Regions from separate parts of the Mus musculus genome. Here region 2 is linked to region 1. A link is a contact called in public ChIA-PET data. All regions are on one chromosome and are shown on one strand. Each heading gives the region's core, a stretch centred on a gene start, on an enhancer-like site or on the middle of the called end of the contact. The rest is flanking DNA. Distances are from core to core; before and after follow the strand shown.

The links. ChIA-PET counts read pairs in DNA pulled down with a chosen protein or histone mark.
Region 2: a contact with region 1 is called in an ESRRG ChIA-PET map of liver, with 6 times the contacts expected there. The contact joins two enhancer-like sites. A contact is called at or near these places in 6 of 484 Hi-C or Micro-C datasets (the G1E-ER4 cell line, bone marrow-derived dendritic cells, bone marrow-derived macrophages and 3 more), 9 of 115 datasets of contacts at active chromatin or transcription factors (embryonic fibroblasts, embryonic stem cells, epiblast stem cells and 3 more) and 1 of 9 other capture datasets (embryonic stem cells).

Annotation. Positions count from the first base shown.
Region 1 is chr17:45,868,024-45,872,286 of GRCm38.p6, forward strand. No RefSeq gene overlaps it. Among named protein-coding and RNA genes, the nearest start is that of 4930542M03Rik, 11 kb to the right of the region's middle. Within about 2 kb of position 1,793, at least 19 of the 459 cell types and tissues checked have an H3K27ac peak or open chromatin away from gene starts, as enhancers often do. A contact at or near this core is called in intestinal villus epithelium and liver, where this site is marked.
Region 2 is chr17:45,992,765-45,997,027 of GRCm38.p6, forward strand. No RefSeq gene overlaps it. Among named protein-coding and RNA genes, the nearest start is that of Vegfa, 37 kb to the right of the region's middle. Within about 2 kb of position 1,952, at least 27 of the 459 cell types and tissues checked have an H3K27ac peak or open chromatin away from gene starts, as enhancers often do. A contact at or near this core is called in intestinal villus epithelium and liver, where this site is marked.

The DNA of each region.
Region 1 (4,263 bases), core at 543-3,042:
TTTTTTTTTTTTTTCCCAGATAGAAGGTCAAGTACAAGGCGGGAGGCCACTTGATCCAGAGTCTTCTCCAGCCTCAGTGTCTGAATCTGTAAAGTAGGAGATGATAATCCAAGAGACTCTGTGAGGTTCCATATTCAGTCCTGGAATGGGGGCCAGCTGCTTGGTCAGTTCTCTGCACATATGGTCCCTCCCCTCTTTCCTTGCTATCCTCCCTGTTGTCCCATGGGGCTGTCACCAGCAGGTTCCAGGAGTATTGACCTGTTGTTTATTGTTATTGTTGGGCTTTTTTTCTCTTGTTGTTTGTTTGTTTGTTTAAATGCATTCCCTAAACAAATGAGAAGTCCTAGAGTTGGCTGTGCAGGAGGCCTTAGCTTAAGAGAGAGAGGGATCAGGACTATGAAGCTAGAAAAGGATGCAGCTTGGGAAAGAATTGGTACAGAAGCTGTGCAAGAAGGAGCAGAGTTCAGGATGAAACAAGAGGCCCCAAAGTTAAGCAAGAGAAAGGACTTCCCAGGACCAAGGGAGAAACCAACAGTCTGAGAACTGAAGCTTGGGAAGGCTTGGGTTGCCAGAGGTCTTTTGAGCTCATCTGCTTGGAGCGTTTCAAAGTGTTCACCTGGTTGTGTGGCCACAGCACTGAGCTCAGAACCTAGGTGGCAAGCACCGTCAAGTCCCTTTGTAGCATAGGAGGAAACAAAGTTCTGAATGATCATGGGAATGGCCAAAGGTTGCCTGGTAGAGGGGTGGAGGTGGGGCCTGGAGCCAGACTTTCCCTACCCTCTGCTGAGGGCTAGCTAGTTGGCATATTTCATTTATTTATTTATTCATTCATTCATTCATTCATTCATTCATTGCCTCCTTCATGCTAGGTAAACGGTCTCTGCCTCCCCACGGTGTCTGCAGAGTTTTACAGTTTCATGCTAGCTTCTTTGCTCTGTTAAGGAAACTACGGGAGATGGAGGAAGGGGACCCTGTGAAACTCTGTGGCCGGCCCGCATCTGTCCCTGCAGAAATGTGGAGGTCCATGGAGCAGATTCTCTCCCAGACACGACACGATGGACAGGCAGAAGGGGGCTGGGCCTGAACTGTTCCTGGGCTGCCTTCCATCAGAGGCTGCAGCCTTCCTGACCCCATCTGGGCGGCCACCCTGTCTCAGTATGGCCAGATTCTCCTTAGTCTCCCCCAACCAGGCCCATCTCTGCCTTACTCCCAGCCCACAAACAACATATTGTTGACAATCCTCAGGGGCCAAACACTTGATAAGATGGTCCCCACCACACCAGACATCCTGACAGCAGGCTGTGCTCTGCGCTCTGATGGCGGATGCTTTGAATACATCATCCTGTCAAACAAGTTTATTATTCTTTCACTCAAGATAAACTACAGCCGCCAACGAGGGGCTGTATAAATTCCAGGCTCAGAAGTGGAGCAAGCCCCCTCCCTGCTGAACACACACACACACACACACACACATACACACACACACACACACACAAATCCTGCTGAGAAAAAGCCATCACCACCTCCCACAGTCTTGGTTCCTTAAGGATCTCTGGGGGACTCAGTAGCTCTGTCTCATGGGGTGGTCCCAGGAGCAGCTGCAGACACCGAGAAACCCGAGGTACCCTTGGGCTGCTTGCCTGCTTGCTTGCAGGCCTGAGCTGACTTCCTCCGGGGTCCAGGGAAGGTCCCTCCCCGGGAGCCAGCTGTCCTCCCCAGGGTCAAGCCTGGCCTCTTGACTTTTGGACTTCTGTCTGCCCAGGCTGCAACCCTCGTGGGTGGCCAGAGCAGCCACAGGTCACGCCAGGCTTGTGGGGACAAGGCCAGCATTCAAACTCAAGCCTAGCTAACCAGTCCTCATGGAATCTGACCCCACGGAGCCTTCGTGAGCCGTCAGCAGGCTGGAGAGGTGGCTTGGCAGGTAGTGTGCCTGCTGAGCAAGTGCCAGGGTCTGAATCTGAGCTCCAGAACCCACCCGGAAGAGCCAGTCATGGGGGGACACGTTTGTAGTCTCAGCACAGAGGTGGTAGGGATAGGCAGGTGGCTGGGGGCACAAGCAGCTAGCCTAGCTGACTTGATGTGGTCCAGGTAACTAGTGAGAGACTACATCTTAAAATACAAGGCAATGACTGACCCTCAAGGTTGTTCTCTGCCTTTCACGTATATTCAGACACATAAGTACTCACACATGCACACATGCACTCCCCCCGCCCCCCCCCCCCGCAGCCCCGAATATGCACACAGCTTACAGTCAGTATCTGGGAGGTGGGTGGGTGGGGGAAGGAGCTCTATAAACCCCACACCCACATCCAGAACAGAACCCTTGCGCCCAGAATTCAAACCTGGATCTTGGCCCTGGGGAACCTAACGAGCTTCAGTCTTGCTGTGTGGCCCAATAGGGTTTAGCATTAACAATAAAAGGAAACAAAGGGGACTTCGAGTGACAAAGAGGTGGCAGTAGAAAGCAATGGAGGTGACTTGAGCTTGGGGGACTCTACCCTCCAGTCTTTTGTTTCCTTATCCACTAGGTAGGGAGGGCGGCTTCTCTCCTGCTGACAGTCACAAGGCCTGGAGAAAGTCTGAGCCCTGTCTCTGTCACTCTCCCTACTCTCTGGTCAAAGGCCTTTACCGTCACCCCTGGCCCAAGTTTGCTTGTACCACTCTCTTCCTGAGGAAGAGACTACCATGACCTCAGCTCCTATGAAAGTGCCAGGCCCTCAATATATAAAATTGGTTGGATGGAAATAAGGCACTAAAAACTGTTCTCAATGCACAGTAGCCACCAATAGCTATTTGCTGTTGTCCCACAAGTTTCTGTGAATACATATGGATCTGTGGATCAAACATGGAGGGCTGGCGAGATGGATCATCAGGTTAAGGGGCTTGCAGCCAAGCTCCTTGCTCTCTGGTTTCCTGCCCCACCCAACAGAAGGGCCCACACCTGGTGTGTACCCTGCTTGCTGAGAAGGAAGCCCGGGATCAGATCTGCTGTTATTGTGGTTCTCCACTCCAAAGCAGACAGACAGACCCAAGGCCAGATGCCCGAGTGACGTCACAAAGTAAGGATCTCATGTCATCCTGACCCAGCAGAAAAGTGGTCACCTGCTCCGTGATGTGGGCCCAAGGACAGCCACCTCATTAATGATGGCAGGGGTAGGAGAGACGTGGTGAGAGCTCCTCACAGGTACAGTGACACCTCCAGACGCCACCCCCACCTGGCCCCCGCCCTCTGTACTTCCTCCTCCCTCTGTACTTTTGCTGACCAAGGTTGATGGAGCTTGCTCCCCACAGAGAGCTTGCTGACCTTCCAAGTCTAGCAAACAGGGCAGTCCTCTGCCTCGTTAGGTCCTAGGGTTCTGCCCACGTGAAGGTTAACCTATACTGAAGCCAGCTTCCGTCACATCCATCCCTCTGGAGATCCTAGAGTACCTTGTAAGTGTCCAGGGTGCGTCCGTCCCAGACCCACCCCTTCCCTCAATGGGGACACAAATAAACAAATAAATAGATGAGTGAAAAACCAATCTATACTTTATCCTTCTCCCCCAGCCTCTGGCCTCAGGGCACATCTGTCTCTTCCCCACTGTGAGGAGAGGAAGAACCAGGGAAGACAAGAATGGGCACTGGCTCCTCCCCCAGGGAGTTCAGGGGGGCTCCTGGGGACACAGCATGGGCAGAGTGGAAAGACAGAACTGGCTCCAAGTCTGTGTAGGAGTGGGAATAGAACCCTGGAGGGCTTCTAGAAGGAGGTGTCACTGGCTCGAGGTTCTAAAAGCCAAACCTGAATTTATCAATTGCCCACAGAGCCAGGGAATGGACATTTGGAACAGCTTGTGCCAAGGCACAGAAATGCAGCCTAGCCTGGGGTGTGCTGGGACTAGTCCAACTGACTCCGGGTAACCGGGCGACATAGATAATTGGTTGGGAAGGGAAGTGGTTGGGCTAAGATGGGTTGGAAAACCTGCTAAGCCTTGGCACTTCGAGCTGGGTCTTTCTACCTACCGCGTTTAAGCAGGAGAGAGCGTGGTCAACATTTAGCAAGGTGTCTGATAAGGAGATAGGAGGCCTCTGTAGTCAGGCAGAGGACAGACAGGGCTGGGGGCCAAGAGAGGGTAGTGCCAACTGAAATGGCAACACACTCCCTGACCCTTACTAGGTGTCCTGTTTCCTTAGTTTGTTGAGGAGACGGGGTCCACAGAGTTAGAGACCCCGGAGTGACTGAGGGTGTTTGGTGGCTCAGAGGCAGCTGCCTTCTCTCTCCTGCAC
Region 2 (4,263 bases), core at 702-3,201, 120 kb after region 1:
GAAAAAAAATAAAGTTGAAGTCAGGCATGGTGACGATGCAGTCTTTAATCTCAGCACTTGGGAGACAGAGGCAGGCAGATCTCTGTGAGTTCAAAACCAACCTGGTCTACAAAGAGAGTTCCAAACCAGGTGGGGTTATACAATGAGACCCTGTATCTAAATAAATGAAGATGGAGAGCTGGTGTGACAGCTCAGCTGATATGGGGTACATGCTGCTAAGTCTGACAACCTCAGTTATATCCTGAAGACATACATACACACACTCAATTCATTCTTTCATTCATTCGTTCATTCATCCATTTAATTAATTTTTTAAAAGAAAAATAAAGTGATTGAGGAAAAAACATTCAACATCATAATCTGTGTGTGTGCGTGCACGAGTGCACGCATGCACGCACGCACGAACACACACACACACACACACACACGAGGTAGCGTTGAGAATGATTGTACCCCTCCCCCACATGCACACCTGGGCTCATGTACCTGAAGGCACATATGTGGGGAGATAGTACAGTGTGTGTCATGTCAGCCTGGCCACTTGAGTTTTAGCCTGCATCTCCTTGGTGTGGTTCCTTGTGCTAGGTAGAAGCTACTCTCAGAATGAAGGTAGAAAGGTTTTATTTATTTTCCTTATTCTGCTGTTGCATTTTTGAGACAGGATCTTGCCATGTCACCCAGACTGGCCTAGAACTCATTGGCAATTCTTTTGCCCCTGTTTTAGTGCTGGGATTGCAAGTGGGCACCAAACAGCACACCTAGCTCAAGAAAAAATTTTGTTCGCTTTTGAGACAGGATCTCTCAATATGTGTGTGATCTTGGCTGTCCTGAGACTCACTGCAGTAGACTAGGCTGCATTTGAGCTCACAAAGATCTGCCTGCCTCTGCACACTTAGTGCTGGCATTAGAGAGGTGCCACCATGCCCAGCTTCTAGCAATATTTTGACTTGAACCCCCAACAGACTTGTGATGAGCCTTCTAGGTCAAAAGCTGAGGCCAGCCAGGAGGTAACTCATCCTTCCCACGGTCTACTTTCTTGTTGAGGTCATTTTGTCTGTCCCTTCATCTCCTCCAGGCCTGTCAGAGCCCTGGCTCTGACTATAGAGAGGTGATGAGCATAGCAATGTGGGCAGGGGCTGATGGCCCAGCCTGGCTTAGTTCAGACCTGCTAGATTCTTACTGGGAGGAAGAGGAGGGAATGTGGGCTGGATGTGGTAAATCTCGAAAGATTCCTAGAAGATCAAGTGAGCTAGTTTAGTGGGGGACATTGGAGGGACAAGGCCCATTACAGCTGTCAAAAGGTTGAAAGAAATACCTTTGTCACAAGGCTACAGAATATGCCCGGCACCCGTGAAGGAGTTTCTTGATGTCACTGTTAGTCTTTGTCACCTTGCTTCCCAAAACTAGAGGAGCAGAGATGAAGGATAGAAGAAAGATTCGGCCCTAAGATAGAACCCCACTTCCCATTAGCCTGGGAGTCACCCGCCTCCATGGTGGGCATCCGTCGCCTGGCATGATTTTTCTTCTGAATGCTCTCCTGTCAGAGCTGGGGGGCAGCATCCGAGACTTTACTCTCTCTCGCTGAGCTCACTGGGCTCTTTGCCATTAAAGATACAGAATCTTCTTTATGGCTCCAGGCCAGAGCTGCATGGTAGAGACAGCCCCGAGGGGATGAGATTCAAGGACGAGACCTCCAGCCTCTCCTTAGGAGCAGGCTACAGCTCTGTCACCTCCTTATAACCATCTACCCACTCATCTTCATACATGCCGCCATCGGGGTCTGGCAGTGACCCAATGTGTAATTATTAATTATTAACTCTCAAGAGGCATGGGCTCTTTAAGGCTGCCATGGGAAGAGATGTCAAAATCACCCCATTGGACTTTGTGCCTTTGGGCTGGCAGGGCAACAAGGCCTGGGAGCACTGCTAGAGGCCCGCCCCGAGGGCAAGGGCAGCTGCTGCACCGCCTCTGCACAGCTGCCCGGTGAAGGGAGGTGGGGGTTGTAACACAGTGGCCCATCAGAGTTCCAGAGCCACGCTCTCTCCCTAGACACCCTCTCTGCATAATAACTGGGCCATGCTCACACCCAACCTCCCTCTAACAAGACTCACAGTCTCATGTTTCTGGTGCCCACCTGTCACTGTGAAGCAGGGGAACCTTGGCAAGGAGGGACATCCCAGCTGTGTCAAGTGCCCATTTCAGAGCCTCAGGTACTGGGTTGGCACAAAAGGCTCAGGGCTAGTGAAGACAAGCAGCAGAGGTGCAGTCTGTGAGAGAGTGCAAGCTAGGTACCAATCCCCAGAGTCACAGCAGAGCCTCGGTGGGTGCCTTGCTTCAGCTCTGAGCCCCACACATCTGTCTACAGGGGAAGGGGTTGTCACTGTCAGCCAGTATTTTAGTTCTGACAACTCCATGGAGCAGGATGGAGAAGGGCATGGAAGGACGACCAGGAAGGTCTTGGATAACTGAGATGGACTTACGCTCTCTCAACAAAAAGTTCGAATAAGGGTTTAGCAAGGGTTCCAGGGCCACTATCTCTCTGGGAAGTCTTCTCTGATATCCTGACCTCAAGCTCCAGAATTTAGGTGCACCTCTGGCAGATGAGACATTCCTTATACCACCTCCACCTTCAGCTCTATCAAGCACAGCATCTGATACATTAGAGGCACATAGCAAACAGCTTGGGAGAGAATACACAAGTGACTGTCAACTGGTTTTGATGACCAAGTCTGTACAGAAAGAAATCCCAGGTCTGAGATGTGGTGTGTGGGATTGACCAAAGAGGTAGGAGCTAAGCTCTTTCACCAAAAAAGTGAATCATCTTGTAAGAACAACCGACCACAGCCCACCCCTGCCTCTTTTGTCCAGATCCCATAGTCTGGTAAGCATCCAACAGTGTGCAGGTACCAGGGCAAGCATTAGTGGGCAACATGGAGAATTAGAAGACTCTGTCTCTCACTGGCTTGAACACAACCATCTGAAATCATCTGAGAGGATCAGTAAAGAAATCAAGATCATATCAACAAAACAATGGGAATGCAGATATGTAGACAGTAGGGAAGACGTTTTCTCAAGGGGATTCCCAGAGGAGGAGAGCTCTCAACCATAGAACCCAGAATACCACTCCCACCTATCCATTTATTCACTCAAATATTTACCTAACCATCATCCATCATCATCAACCCATCCAACTACCTACCAGTCTGCCCAGCTACCCAGCTACTCATCCTCCCAACCTTCCATCTTTCTGGCCATCTTCCTAGCCACCCATCTACCCCTCCATCCAACCATCTACCTACACCTATCCATTCATCCTTTCATCTGTCCAACTACCCATCATCCATTCATCTATCCATTCATCTACCGGCCCACCAACCATCAATCCATCTATCCTCACTCATCTATCTGTCCAACAATTCAAACACCCATGAATCTACCCGCAAATCCATCCATCATACCACTTACCCAACCATTCATCTATCCTTCCAAACACCCAGCCATTCATATATCTGCTCATCTACTGACCTATTTAACCATCAGTCCAGCCATCCCTCTATCTATCTATTCATCCATTCATCTACCACCCATCCAATCTGCCACTCAACAGATTCACTTTTCGTCTTTCCACCAACCAACCCATCCAGCCATGCATACATCCACCCATCTACCCACTCACACAACTCATTTACCCTTCCAACCAACCAACCAACCAATCTTCACCTACCTATCTATTCACCCATCAATCCAAACACCCATCTGTCCATATCTACCTACTCATCCAACCATCCATCACCACCTGCTCATCCCACTAACCCAGAGAGCCATTCATGTATGTATCCACAAACACGCACCCACCCCTCTACTTATTTATTTGCACCCAACCACCCACCTATCTATGATCCATCCATTCCTCCATCCAGTGAAACAAACATTATGAAAAGACAGGCCCTGAGAATATGTTGGCAAATGAACACCATCTTTCTCTCAGCGTCCCTTGGGCTTTACTGGATAGCCAGCATCTAAGCTCAGGTGGCCATGCAATCTGAGATAATACCTGAAAACTATATCTCACCAGTCAGAAATAGTAATGAGGAATGCCTCAAGATGGTCAGTCTTACAGGATCTGCCCCAACCCAAACACACCCCAAAATCTGCCAGCATCGCTTCTCCCGGAACAACAAGTGCTGGGGATGCGGAGGGAGGGAGGAAGGAGCTTGCGTGAAGCAGAAGACACCTGGAAGGTAGACAAGGTTAATGGTGACC